Linked DNA regions of Sus scrofa: region 1 is linked to region 2. A link is a contact called in public promoter capture Hi-C data. All regions are on one chromosome and are shown on one strand. Each heading gives the region's core, a stretch centred on a gene start, on an enhancer-like site or on the middle of the called end of the contact. The rest is flanking DNA. Distances are from core to core; before and after follow the strand shown. Region 1 holds the start of MIPEP (mitochondrial intermediate peptidase). Region 2 holds the start of TNFRSF19 (tumor necrosis factor receptor superfamily member 19).

Evidence for each region. Promoter capture Hi-C pulls out the DNA fragments that hold promoters and counts their contacts.
Region 1: a contact with region 2 is called in a promoter capture Hi-C map of fetal skeletal muscle, with 8 times the contacts expected there. The contact joins the promoter of MIPEP here to the promoter of TNFRSF19 in region 2. A contact is called at or near these places in 4 of 5 promoter capture datasets (fetal liver, fetal skeletal muscle, liver and 1 more), 1 of 47 Hi-C or Micro-C datasets (omental adipose tissue) and 1 of 2 datasets of contacts at active chromatin or transcription factors (skeletal muscle).

The regions. Positions count from the first base shown.
Region 1 is chr11:2,785,429-2,792,438 of Sscrofa11.1, forward strand. MIPEP (mitochondrial intermediate peptidase) reads right to left here and starts at 5,332. Exons shown (of 19, transcript XM_021065471.1): 1 at 5,011-5,332; 2 at 1,061-1,234; 3 at 1-5. The coding sequence starts at 5,160. It overlaps LOC100522569 (complement C1q and tumor necrosis factor-related protein 9), which reads right to left. Exons shown (of 4, transcript XM_003130884.4): 4 at 6,427-7,010.
Region 2 is chr11:2,466,524-2,474,144 of Sscrofa11.1, forward strand. TNFRSF19 (tumor necrosis factor receptor superfamily member 19) reads left to right here and starts at 2,783. Exons shown (of 10, transcript XM_021065470.1): 1 at 2,783-2,861.

The sequences.
Region 1 (7,010 bases), core at 4,082-6,581, 320 kb after region 2:
TCGGCCTGGGGGTGAGACAAAAGCGAAAGGGGGGTGGATGGACCGCTTTCTCCCAGGATCCGGGGCGAAGGGGACACCTGCGATTCACCACGCGGCGCAGGCCGGGCCTGTCCCTCACCGACGACTCACGAGCGGCTTCTCCGAGCGCGCATGACCCCGTCCTGCCATGGGACCGGGCTCGCTCAGGCCAAAGAAGATACCTTTACTAACTTAACTTTGCAAAAATCTGTCTCCTTCGAGTATAAACACCAAGTGAGTTCAAAAGAGCAGACTCTAGTTTCGAATAATGCAGACCTTGGCCCACCTGGCGCAGGACGAGGCCGCTCTGCCGACCTTGGAGTTAAACCAACCCCGAATCCTTTCTTTAAAGAATAAACTGCCACGTGGAGTTCCCATCATGGCTCAGCGGAAATGAATCCCACTAGCGCCCACGAAGACACATGTTCAGTCCCTGGCCTCGCTCAGTGGGTCAGGGATCCGGCGTGGCCGAGAGCTGTGGTGTAGGTTGCAGATGCGGCTCGGATCCCGCGTTGCTGTGGCTGTGGCGTAGACCAGCAGGTGCAGCTGCAATTCCACCCCTAGCCTGGGACCTTCCATAGGCCGCAGGTGCAGCCCTAACAAAAAGAATCTTGGCAGAAGTTTTCATAAATGAAGAATCTCTGTCCCATTAGAAGCTTTGCATCTGCGCAAACCTTCTTTGACGGGCCACCACCTGGCGATTTTAGTCACGGACGTGTTAAAAGCACAGGCTCCGGAGGTTCCTGGCGGCCTGGGAGGGAAGGACCTGGCATTGTCACTCCTGCCGGCGTGGGTCACCGCTGTGGCCCAGGTTGCATCCCTGGCTGGGGAGTTACACACGCTGCAGGTGCGGCCCAAAGAGAAAGCACAAGTTCTCAACGTGGCCTCTTCCGAGACAGGCTTCCCGTTCGGCAGCGCGCTGACGACACGTCGCCCCCAACGGCTCCCACGGCGAGATGCTCAGCACCTCGCAGCCCGACGCCCCGCGCGGCCGCGGCAGGAGCGCAGGGGCAGGCGGCCCGGGGCCCCCGGGGTGTCTTACCAAGTCGGCCACCCTGCACAAGGCGTCCGAGAGCTCGTCGAAGAGGAGCACGGTCTGCGGCCCGGGCGGCAGGGAGCAGGCGCGCGCCACCAGCTGCTCCGTCCTCCTCAGGGCCCTCTCCTGGGCCACGCGGAAGCCCTCCGGGGCCCTGAGCGTGGGGACGCCGAAGAGGCCCTGGAAGCCAAAGACAGCCCCTGAGCACGACGAGCAGCCGGGCGGGACGGAACAGAAACACGTCCTTCACCAGGAAAATCCGGGCTCGCGCTGCCCTTTCGCGCAATCCCGACTCGGGGTCACGGACAGCACGGCCGCCGTCTCGACACACCCCATCCAGGACATTAAACGAGTTTTCACAATGTACTTGTTCTTCCAGTCTAAGCTATTTGATAAAAAAAACAAAAACGGGGAGTTCCCGTCGTGGCGCAGTGGTTAACAAATCCGACCAGGAACCAGGAGGTTGCAGGTTCGATCCCTGCCCTTGCTCAGTGGGTTAAGGATCCGGTGTTGCCGTGAGCTGTGCTGCAGGTTGCAGACGCGGCTCGGATCCCGCGTTGCTGTGGCTCTGGCGTAGGCCGGTGACTACGGCTCCAGCTGGACTCCTAGCCTGGGAACCTCCATATGCCGCGGGAGCGGCCCTAGAAAAGGTAAAAAGACAAAAAAAAAAAAAAAAGGAATGATATGGATTCAGAATCCAGCTGTGTCACTGCCAGGGACCCAAACTCACCAACGGGCAAGGGCTAAATGACATAAGACATTAAAATGTTTTAAATGTTTAAATGTTTAAAATGACATTTTACAGCGGCTGGCACACCGCACGCGCTCACTCAGTGTCAGCGTCATCACTGTCAGCCCTGTGACCCTGGGCGCCATCTCTCCTCCACGGCCTCGTTCCTCCACGGGCACAACGGGATGCCACACCCGCCTCACAGCCGGGACACAGGTCCTAGGCCCCAGGTAAGTCCTCAGCCAGTGACATCCGGCACTGCCTGAGGCCCAGGGCCCATCCCCAAGCACTGCACAACTGCGGGGCCGGCAAGGTGATTACTGAGCATGTAAGTGTTTTAAAAGATTTAATAAGGGAGTTCCCATCGTGGCGCAGTGGTTAACGAATCCGACTAGGAACCATGAGGTTGCGGGTTCGATCCCTGCCCTTGCTCAGTGGGTCAAGGTTCCGGCGTTGCCGTGAGCTGTGGTGTAGGCCGCAGATGCGGCTCGGATCCTGCGCCGCTGTGGCTCTGGCGTAGGCTGGCAGCTGCAGCTCCGATTAGACCCCTAGCCTGGGAACCTCCATATGCCGCAGGAGCGGCCCAAGAAATGACAAAAAGACAAAAAAAAAAAAAAAAAAAAAAAAAAGATTTAATAAACACGTTAAACCAACTCTTGGGCTGAAACTGGCATCGGACTTTATCCTTTCCAGAAGCACTGCAGCGTCCTGATAAAGACACAACGCACTCATCAGGTGGAAAGTACTACTTTCTTGTACTGCTTTAATCACACTTGTAACCCTCAAGGAGACGGGAGGAGAAAAACACCAACACTTATAATGCAGCTACTGCATGCCCAGAAGGGTCCTGGGTACTTTCTTTGGCTCTCACATGTAAACCACTCAATCCTACAGCACAAAGGATCATTCTCCTTTTACAGGCAAGGAAACACACTTTGAGATAGAGGTTTAAAAAACATATGTGCGGCCACCAGCCAACAGAGAGCAAGAACTTGAACTGCTCCAGGCACCGCTGGGCCCACGTCGGCTCCACTCGCCAGTTATCTTTGGACTCCATTTATCTTTGGACGGCAATTTATCTTTGCAAGTCTTCTCCGGGAACAGGGCGCCTCCTAGAGGCAGGAACCCTGCTCTTTGTCATTCTAACAGTACCCAACACAGGCCGGACTCACAAATGAAACAAATTAATGGGCCAGATGCTTAGCTGTGTACAGCTCACTGTGTCCACTGCGTAAATAACAGGTACAACACTCAGGCCCGACCCTGCCCACTATTTGTGCAAAAAGGGGTGCGTGGAGTTGTTAACTTCTTTTCAAAAGAAGCTGGAGAAAACGAAGACAGCTGGGGACAGCGCAGAATCGGTACCCAAAACAAATGTGACCTCTACACGGAATCAATTGTGATTCAAACACAGGCTATTTATGTTCACTCCGCAGAACAACTCCCCACATCCTCTTGGGAATTTTAAATCTCAGCCTGCCGTTAAGGTATGCTAAAAAACAACTACATGAGTCTTTGGGTTTCTTTTTTTAATCAAAAACCATTTTACACATTTGAAAATCCAGTATCAGTACCTAAAATCATGATGTATGGGAGAAAAAAATCAATAAAGATAAAACTAGTTCTATTTTATCCACCAACAACCAAGCTTAACCTTCCTTTTTGCTCAGTAACTATAGGCAGCTTTCTTTCTCACACCATTTTTGTCAATATCAACACTGACCCCTCAGGGAAGTAGGGTAGCAAATTTCATTCAGAAATTATTATTATTATGTATATAATTATTATTTCATTCAGAAATTACTTCATTATTTCATTCAGAAATTATTATTTATTTATACATTTCTTTTTTTTTTTTGTCTTTTTGTCGTTGTTGTTGCTATTTCTTGGGCCGCTCCCGAGGCATATGGAGGTTCCCAGGCTAGGGGTCGAATCGGAGCTGTAGCCACCGGCCTACGCCAGAGCCACAGCAACGCGGGATCCGAGCCGCGTCTGCAACCTACACCACAGCTCACGGCAACGCCGGATTGTTAACCCACGGAGCAAGGGCAGGGACCGAACCCGCAACCTCATGGTTCCTAGTCGGATTCGTTAACCACTGCACCACGACGGGAACTCCTATACATTTATTTGCCTTTTGGGGCCACACCTGTGGCATATGGACGTTCCCAGGCTAGAGGTTGAATCGGACCCGCAGCTGCCAGCCTACGCCACAGTCACAGCAGCAACAGATCTGAGCCGTGTCTATGACCTACACCACAGCTCACAGCAATGCTGGATCCTTAACCCACTGAGCGAGGGCCAGGGATCGAACTCGCAACCTCATGGATCCTAGTCAGGTTCTTTAACCACTGAGCCACAAAGGGAACTCCCAGAAATAATTTTTAAAGAGACAAATAAATGTGGGGATTAAATAAAAGCTCACATTATTAAGCTCACTATGATCATATTCCAGACTCATCTGTTCAAAAACAGGACAGTAGGAACAATAAGGAAACAAAGACCCCCAAAAAAGTAACAACATAAGGTACACAAAGTCGACAAGTACAAAGTCGAACAGGCATCAGCTAAGTCCCTTTCAAGCTTGCCTTCCTTCCACCATTCATCCATTCATCCATTCCTGAGCGCCTACTGAATGCCAGACGCCCCGCGGGGCCTGGGGGTGGATGCACAACCAGAAACACGGGAACTCGGTGACTTCCTGCGGGAGAAATGAACCTGCACCGCCTCAGAGGGCAGCAGACCCCTCCAGTTTCGTGTTTTAAAAGAAAGAGCCCAAAACTTTGAAAAACATTAAAGACAGCGTTTCGAGCATCAAGGGAAGGAGTAATTACACAAGCGGGTCCTTGCAAAAAAGACACTCGAGGCCGCAGGTGAGCTCACTTGGCGGCCCCGGCCTCACCAGAACTGTTCCTGCTGCGGGGGTGGGAGTGGGGGCAGGTGTGGAGGGGGAGGAAGGGGAGTGGGGGCACGTGCGGAGAGGGAGGAAGGGGAGTGGGGGTGAGAAGAATGGGGGGTTAGGCGGGGGGGGGAGCGCTCAGGGCTGGGACGTGGGGACTCGCAGGGCTGGTGCTTTACCCTCCCCGCCCCCTGGCACCAGCCCCTCGGAGGAAGGACCGGCAAGGTGACCCCGGGGCAAACGACACCTCCCTCCCGTGCGAGACGGGCTTGCCGCCCGGCCCCCCCAAACCCCGACGACCCAGCTGGGACCCTGCGGGCCACTCACCTGGCGCTCGCCGAACAGGTCCAGGCGACGGCCCTGGGGCCGGACATTAAAGGCGGCGCCCACCGGGGACCAGCTGGTGCTGACCTGCCGGGCCCCGAGCCGGGCCCGGAGGCCGCCCAGACGTCGTGCGCACAGCATCGCGCCCCGCATCTCCCGAGCGCCGCGAGGCCGGGGGAACCCTAACCCCGCAGCCTGCTGGCTCAGCCCCGCGGGAACGCGTGCAGCGTTTCCACGGCAGCGGCCCCCGCGCCACGTGACCTCGCGCTTCCCAGGAAGGGCGAGAGGCAGCGAGACTAACGCACCTCCGCGTCCCCAGGGCCAGAGCGTCGCCCCCGCCTTCCCGGCTGCCGCCTCTAGCGCCCCCGCGTGCCTGGAGGAGGAACCGCAGGGTCGCCCCGCCCGCCCCGGTGAAACTTGCCCGGAACGCACGTGGGTGGCCGGCGGGCCAGGCGCTCCCCCCGACCTGTGGCGTAGACGCGCCGCCCTGGGTCTGTCTCCTTTCCTGGGGGGTGCGGGTCACGTGCCCCGCGTTTGCACATCCGAGCTCTGCAAGCAGAGCTGTCCATGGACTTTCATCCATTGCCTGTAAACTCGCGAGGATCGATAGTACAACCGACAAAGCAGTGTCAGGTGCGAGGGGCTGGGGCATCCTACCGATGTCCAGTCACCTAAGCAGGGAGACCTGGGGCGGGAGGCTGTGGAGGAGAGAGTGGCGCATGGGGGACTGGACCAGCGGCCGGAGGCACCCTCTCGGGCAGGGACGAAGCTGTGCAGGGATCAGAGCATCACCAGGACGGCCCTTGAGGGTGACCCTGGAAGGACCCCCAGGAGGCTGGGGTGAGCTGGCGGGGAGCCTGCCCTGCAGCCTCGCTTCAGCTTCCTGTGAGAACCAGACACCCGGATGGAGTCCATCAGCGCCCAGGGCAGGCAGGCTGCGCCGAAGGATGGCCCCGGTGTCTCGGACCCCGACGTTTGACGTGTGCGGAGGACCAGCACCTGAGGGAACGTTGTAGCTCATCTGAATGTATGGCTTGGGAGCCACTACGCTCCTGTTAACACCTGTCGGGTGTGAGCAGCCTGGGAACCTTCTCTGAAGTTCCAGAGAGCCAGGAGGGAGGGCCAAGTGGTCTGGGCTTCCAACCCACCCTTCGCGTCGTCTCCACAACACTCCGGTGTTAAATGGAGTTTGTTTTCAGTTTAGCCTGGTCGGGAGAAAAAGCCCCGGTGATAATAGTGGCAAAGAAACTTTAGTTACAGAAAGTGCCGTGAGGCTCCTACACAGTTCTCCGCGGCATGACTAGAAGGTCTGTATTTTTTGTGTGTACGCATAAGAAGTGATTTCATTTTCTACTGGTGTTTTTCAGTCAGATTTTAGGGAGTTCCCATCGTGGCTCAGGGGTAAACGAACCCGACTAGCATCCATGAGGATGAAGGTTCTGCCCCTGGCCTTGCTCAGTGAGTTAAGGAAGCCTTGTATTTTGGCTAAGCGGACAAGAAGCTGTGAAAAAAAAACCAAGTCAGATGGAATTTGCCCTGCTGGGTTTGAGCATATTGGGACGGGCTCCTTTCTTGTCCTCTTTCTACCTCTGGGGTTGGAAAAGTCCATCCGTCCCACCCTTGTGTTCTGGAAGCGCCAGCCTTTTCTCTGGTTTCGCAGGGTCACAGATGAAGGAGCATTTTGTCCCAGGACGATGCACACAATAGGTCTCAGCTATAACTGACTTAGATTTAGATGATGAGAATCAGGGACTTCTGAGTTGATATTTATTTATTTATCTTCTTAGGGCCTCATCCGAGGCCCATGAAAGTTCCCAGGCTAGGGATCAAAGCAGAGCTGCAACTGCCAGGAGTTCCCATTGTGGCTCAGCCGAAACGATCCCCATTAGTAGCTATGAGGATGCAGGTTCGATTCCCTGACCTTGCTTTCGTGGAATAAGGACCACACGTTGCTGTGAGCTGTGCTGTTAGTCGCAGGTACGGCTCAGATCCTGCGTGCTCCA
Region 2 (7,621 bases), core at 1,533-4,032:
GCTGGCAGCTGTAGCTCCGATTTGACGCATAGCCTGGGAACCTCCACATGCCGCAGGTGCAGCCCTAAAAAGACAAAAAAGACAAAAGAAGATGGTATTTAAGGTGAGGGCTTTGGCCCTTTGGGTGAGTTACTCAGTTTTCCTGGGTCTTTTGCACGTACACAGATCCCTGCTGTATACACGCTGGTTTGACTTGTCTCCAGTTCATCTGTTTTCCATCAACCTAACTCCCGGACCAGCCAGAAGGACTGAGAAGGGCAGAGGGGAACGTCTTCCTTGAAACAGCATCCTCTCCAGAGCCCCCCACGGATGGCCAACCAGCTTCGACCACCTCATCCCCGCTGAGCAGCCATTCTGACTCTGGGGACCATTTTCTTAAAGTGGACGGGAATCCGATGCCCTGACTCTCACAGCAGAACCGTACAGCACTTTCTCATCTGCAAAGCACCGTCACACACTCATTTAATCCTCAGCGAGCCCGAGTTACTATTAGCATTATTGCTTCTGTACGAATGAGGAAATCCAGGCTCCGAGACAAGGCATGACTTAGCCGAGGTAACTGGTAACGGACAGGCAAGGCATAGTTTTTCTGATTCAAACGTCAGTATGCTCCCCATAGAACCATTTGAAATAATACTGCACATGTCTAATTTCAGTTTTATATAAATAGGCTTCGTATATTTGAACACAGCGAGTTTCTCATGACCAGCTCCTAGTTCCAGCTAAATATTCCCTGTTCTCTCGACTGCAATTCATTTCATAAGGTCTGTGCGCTCCTCGCCATTCTGAGGGCTTCGTCCCAGAACTCCTAAGGCGCCTCCTAGCTGTGGGACCTGGAACAGGCTACCTCCCCTATCGATGCTCCATAACCATTCGTCCCGCAGCCCAAGGTGATACTGAAAAAGTACAAGGAACGGGAGATGGAAGTTACTGGTCCCTCCTTACATATATCTGGTTAGTACCTTCACACACCCTTAACTCCCCCCCCCACTTTTCCTTTCTAGTTGGTTCTTAAGGAAAGTCCACAGATATTTGACAGATCAGGATATTGACATAATATGGAGTATTTCTCCCCACATAAAAATGTCGACTTTATCCTGGTGGGATGGGCAGACATTTCATAAAGACGAGCATCACAGAAGGGGGTCGGGCTGATCTAGGCACCCCCAGAAAGGACGCAGTGTCATTTCTCAGGTGCTCCTGCCAGGAATAGACCAGGTCTGGGGACATTCGGGAAGGAAGTCTCCCACCTGTAAAAGGTAGTTCCCCCTCCCTTACGACAAAAGGCTGGACTCCTCACAACTCTTACTGGGGAAGGTAAGACGGAAAAAGACCTAACCTTGCATGAGAACCTTGACTGAACCACCCTTGGGTACCATGCTTTTCCTGGTCACCTTCCCACAGTGAGCCTCTCTGGACCACAAACCCAAAGCCTTCTTCCTGGGTTTAGCCTAAGACGTTGTCAAGTCCAAGTTCCAACCACTCTTCTAGTTACTCATTGCTGGTGCCCCCCCAATAGCTTAATGCACATGTTAATGACATCTGTGTGCTTTTCTCTCATTCATCTGTCTGTGGCCGGTCTCATTTACAGGGCTTCGGCTGGAAAACATAGAGGAGTAACAGGGAAAAAATGTTGTCTTTCCTTCCAAGACAAAGCAGAAGGGTGATTGCCAGGGGCTGGAGGGAGAGAGGAGTGGAGTTACGAGTACGGAGTTTCAGTCTTACAAGCTGAAAAGTATGCTAGAGGTGGCTCGAACGCCCGTGTGAATGAACTTAACAATGCTGAATTTATGGATGATTATGAGGGTAAATTTGGGTGTTTTAGCACCATTTGAAATATTTTAAAAGATAGCTTGACTATTTCTTATCTCTTCATACACCTGCCTTTTCTTCCGAGGTAGACTATAGGTCCCTGGGAGGCAGACAACATCGGCTGTGCGTGTGGGAACTCCGCGAGTGAACTTTGAACTTGCACCTGCCTGAAAACCTCGAAGACGGGGTCTCCTTACTTACTCTTCTTGTTCGTCCATCACACTGCCCTGTATACAGCAAGTGCTCTATAAGCGGTCATTTATGATGACCATGAGAAACAAAGGGCGCTCTCGCTGTGTAGCCACGGGGACACCCTGGGCCCTGGCCAAGGGGCCATGGTTCTCACAACCCGGGAAGTGACTGCAGCATCCCATCCTGCAGAAATTTAGACTTTGACTAGAAAACGGTTCTTCCTGTGCCATTTTTTTTCATTGTATGACTTCCGTAAATCACGGGTTTTTACTGACTGTAAATGCTGTGTTCCACGAAAGGAACTCACACATACGTCCGCACACCTCACCTCGGGGTGTGCAAGGGGTCCTAATTCCCCGCCAGCGGGGGGCTCGCCATTTGTCATTTTCTCCCCACACTCACGCAAACCTCACGATTAAACCAGGCTCACGACGACGGAGAAAACGGGAGATCTCAGAGGCCAGCTGAGGCTCCCACCAATGCCCACCTCGCAGAGGACAGAGTTAGAGTCCACGTCTTCCCCACGCGACACAGGTCCAGGGGTCAGTAGGGCTGTTACCGACCCTTTGAGTTGGGCACCAACGAGGGTCCTCCTGCAGGTCGGCGTCCTCTAGGAGGAGACCCAGCTCAGCACCGCTGAGCGCAGGTGCCGCTGAGCTGCTCACGACGCCGAGCCCCAGGCAGGTGCAGCCCCTCTGCACACGCCCCGCCCCCGTCTTGGCCCGAGCGGGTGGGCGGGGCCTCTGCACACGGCCCTGAGGGAGGGGTGGGCGCCGTCTGAAGGGCCGGGCGCCAGGCCCCTGCCAGGGACGACTTGGAGCCAGTGCCACTAGACGCCACACAGAAGACAAGAAAAGGTTAGACTTTATTTTTCAGATTCTGCCTTTATTTCCTGGGAGTAGTTAATGGGCTTTGCGGGTAACCTGTCCCTCCACTGCCTTTGTCCTGCTCCTCATTCTTGGGGGCGCTGGCCTCTGACTGCCTCCTGCTGGGTGCAGGCCTCCTGGAGACCTGGGCGCAGGAGCCGAGCTGCACGACCCCCCCCACCACCTGTAGGGCCATGTGAGGCCACCAGCCCTCGGCCCTGACCACCCGGTCCCCCATTTGTCTAGCCTCTGGGAGACCCAGGACCCCAGGCAATCGAAGGTCCGTGGCCCAAATGTCAGCACGAGAATCCTGCTCATATGTCACATTTTCCTAAAATGAGGTCTCTAGCTCTCCGGCCCTGACCCTGAGGTCACTGCCCAGCCTGAGGGTCCCTGGTCGCACTTGGGTTGTTTTTGGAGAAGCTCCAGGTCAGAGAGCCGTTCCCACCAGTGGTTAAAGGGCCGGTGCCCCAGGTCAGCGCTGCGGAGGTTGGGCCTGTTCCCTCCAGTGAGATGTCCCCACGGAGTGACCCCTGTGACGTCAGGAGAGATGGAGGTTAGGGTCAGCGAGTGGGGTCCGCCCACGTAAGGGTGCAGTTTGGGGAAAGCAGCATCCCCCGTGTTCATTCACCAGCACCTCCCGTGGCCTTGACTCCGGTGGTGCCCAGTTTTCCTGCTCCAGGTCTCCCTTTGGGGGAGCATTGGATGGGCCGGGACTTCAGCAGCGGAGGGGATGTTGCCAGGTTTCTGGTTCCAGGGCCACCCTTTAGGGCATTGCGGCCGCCTAGTTTCCCTGTCACCTCCGCACCCCGTTTTTGTGGCTCCTACAGTGAATCATGGAAGCTGTGCTGCTTCTAAGAGCCTCAGGACGCTGAAGCCTGTGTCACTGTTTATTCTCCACAGTACGGGAGCTGCTCCAGAGAGCCCCTAAGGCTCAGGCGAGGGCCATCGGCTTAGCCTTCTGGGCTGAAGCCCCTGGGCCGAGGCTTCGTGTTGTTGTCGCAACTTGGCTTCCACACGGAGTTGAACCTCAGAGACAGAGTTCGGGGTGGAAGAGAAGAGAGTCGCTTAATCGCTGTGCCAGGCCAAGGGGGACACGGCAGCGGGCTCAGGCCTCCAAACCCTGTGTCCCGCCCTGGAGGACCCGAAGGATGTGGTGAGGGGTTTATAGCCGTGGTTCGTGGGTGCGGTGCTGAGAAGGAGCAGGGTGTGTGCAGGGCCTGTGTTCCTTGAATCTGGCCTCAGGGGGTCTCCTGCGGAGCCTCTGTGGTTCAAGGTTATCAAGCTGTGACCTTGTCTCTAGAACGAGGAAGGCTTCCGTGGTTAACGTCTCCCATCCGGCAGGGGTTCGGTCCGGCGCAGGAGCTCAGAGTTACTGCTGTGTGATCTGTGTCCCCAGTCCTACTGGTTTCAGAGCCCCTATGACTTGGGTCTGGAAGGTCACTGCGTGTCCTGCCAGCCTTTTTCCCTCTCCTCAAACGGCCCCCTCTTGGGGCTTGGAAGGCGCACTTCCTAGGTCGGGATGGCTGGAATCGATGGCACGTGTGGCGTCTATGCAGTCGTGCTCAGGGCCTCCACTTCCATGGCAGCAGGACTGAGCGTCTGACATGTGTCTGCGGCGGCCATTGCGTGTCTAAGAGCACAGCCTGAACTTGAGTTGACCTTGGTGGGGGCAGGCAGCCCTCCTGTTCCCTTGGAACTTACTGAAGCCTAAACTGGCATGATGGGCATGCAGCGATTGGCTGACCGGACGGGCACTCGTCAGCCTCCTTTCGCAGAGCTGTGCCAGCTGCCCCTGCCGCGGGCCAGGAGGCAGCCCTCAGCGCTTTGATCTAACTGTTCAGAGAAAGGAGCAGCCGCCAAGCTCATACGCCGGCGGCAATTCCGCTTCTTTCCTGAATGTGAAGGCCAGAGGATTTTAGCTAAACCTGGGGGGCGGGGCGGGGGCCTAAAGTAATTGCTTCAATCCAGATGCAGCAAAACCCAGCCACCCCAGGAAACCCTGAGCTGCTTCTGGTATTAGATGGGGTGAGGCTGCAAATGCTTCTTCCTTTTCCTGGACTGGGCTTCTCCGACCTGGGAGAAGGAAACCTGGGTAGGTCACCCGAGGCTGTGACCTTTGAGCCTTTCTCTTAGATGCTTTATACCCGTTAGCAGCTAGGTGGCTCAGGCTGGTTCCAGTATTTTCTCAGAGGCCCCCTTGGTAGGGCTGCCATCAGAATGTCGTCTACCTCCTGGAGGGGGTCCCTCCTCCAGATGCAGATCTTTTAGGCCATTCGCTGAGTCCCCCCAAAGATGGTGGGGGGTTTTGAATGCTTGGGGCAGGACAGTCCAGAAGTGTTATTGTTTCTGTTGTGTGTTTGGGTCCTGCCACTCAAAAGCAAAAATTTCTTGTGACTCTGGAGTTAATGGAGTGCAGAAGACATCTTCTAATCTAATACAGAATATTGGGTCCTGGTGGACGGTGGAGTGGCCAGCAGGGCGCAGGGATGAGGGCCCACTGGATGTGTCTCCTCAGCGGCTTCATCACTGCCCTGAGGTCCTGTATCGTTCGACATTCCCCACTGGGTTTCCTCACGGGGAGAGGGGGGTGTCACAGGCTGATTGGCTGGTCCAGGAAGGCCCCGGTCAGCTAGGCCCTGAACCACAGGGACAGGGCCCAACAAGGCCCCCTGACCGAGGGGTACTGTTTTCTATTGGGCCATGTCTGTCTGGGATTTAGATGGAAGAGCACAGGAGCGGCTCCTGCAGCTCATCCCAGCCGCCCCAGGGCCCAGAGCTCGGGATTTACTCCGGGAAGGTTTGGCCTCAGCTATTAGCGTTGTCACCTGTGCCCTTGGTCTCCGGGGACACCGGTCTCCAGTTTGTCTTCCATTAGGCGGGTAGTCACCCCAGTTCGTGTAAATCTTTCAATTTATGTAAATCTTCCCAACTCACGTTAGGTCTTCCTAACGGGAGTCTAGGACCTTCAGGGTCGAATAGGAGGGGCTGGTGAGCGTGGCTTGGCCCACTCAGCCGTCTGATGGCTCTGTGGACGCCCACTCATGGGCCTTCCCCGACAACCCCAGAATTTTACGGCTCTTGTGACTGACTTTGCCCAATCGGGTGTTCAGAACTGAATAAGTGGTACTGGTGTTTTCTAGGAATTCACCAGGCTTTCCCCCCAAGTCCAGTGTCAGCCAGGGTTGCTTGGGGGTCACTGGAGGCCAGCTCTGGCCCCACCCTTCTTCATCTGTGTGGACCATCTGCCTTGGAGGCCGGTGGCCGGGATCTGCCATTTCTGTCTCCCTCTGTGGGTGGTGAGAACATTTTCTTTTCCAGGGTCCCTCTTGTTCCCATGTGACGCACTGATTGGGCCCTAGTGTCCTGCTGTCCCTCGGTGGGGGCTGGGGTCACTCACTGGCGCTGAGAGTCTCCGTGGGCGGTCAGTCCAGAGTCCTGTGCTGACTGGATGACCCTGGAAGGCCACAGCCAGCAGGATGGCTTGCCTCGGGGCCTTTCCCCTGGCTTCTTCCTCTGTCTCATTGTTAAACACCCAGCAGGCAGCCTCGAGCAGGCTGGGGTATCTGGTTCTAGTTCCGGTTTCTGGCGTCTACACCTAATATCCGGGGCACTTTGGGAACTGAGTCAGGACCTCAGGATCGCGGACCCTTCCAGTGACTCTGGGTTGGTTGGTGTGTAGACTGAGGCATTCCCTGAGGCGCCCTAGGAGTGCTGAGGGGTCCCCTTGGCTCCTGGTCGACTTTATCTTGTTCCAGTTGTTTCTTGCTGCCTGGACTCCCATGAGGGCCACATTTTCATAGAGGGTCAGCCTCTGTCTCCCCCTCTTCTTCATCTTCGCTTTCCTCCCAGGTGGGTTTGTTACCTGGCCCCCCTGATTCCTGTCTAAAAATAGCCTGACCTGCCTTGTTTCAGGTCCCTTTGTCTGTGTCCTCTCACTCTTTGGAAAGCACCCTGGCCTTTCCTTCCTCTGTTAGGAGTGCATTGAGGAGGCGCTGGGTGTCAGCCCAGGTGGTGGGGAGTTCCGCAATTTGTTCGGGACCCAGCAAGGGTCCTCCTGCCTGGTGTTTTCAGATTTCACAGAAGGGAGTTTGGTTGAGAAGCAAAGGAAAGCTTTACCCTTTGATCAGAGGATGCAAAAGAGCAAGCGCTGTAAAGCACCTGCTCTCTCTGAAAGGCGTGGGCAGCGCTGCTTTATAGGGTTCTGCGTGGGGTGGGGGGACTGCTGGCAGGAGGGCGCAGGTGCAGCTGAGCGCCTCTCCCGCAGCTGCGGAGCTGCGGAGCGGGGCGGGGCCTGTGTGCACACGGCCCTGCGGCCGCCGCCATCTTGGCTCAGCGTGGTGGGCGGGGCTTCTGCAGACGGCCCCGAGTGAGGGTGGGGCTTGGCCTCTGCCTATTAGGCTCAGCACAGAGGCTCAGGGAAGGGTGGGCTTTATTTCCTCGGTTCTCTGTTACCCCGGAGTTGTCCTGACCGTGGGGTGGGTGGGCCTCTGGCTCTGGAGGCAGCCAAGCCGGGTGGGGGGACTGGACCAGAGGCCCTCCAGTAGCTGCATGTGGCCAGGGGGCGCCTCGGGGGTTGGGTCCCCAGGGAGTTCCCACCCCGGATGCCTGGAAGGAAATGTTCAAGCGAAAGAGGCCCTTGGGAGCTCCCGTCCTGGGGCAGCGGAAGCGAAACTGGGAACCATGAGGTTGTAGGTTCGATCCCTGTCGTGGCTCAGTGGGTTAAGGATCCAGCAGTGGTGGTGTGAGCT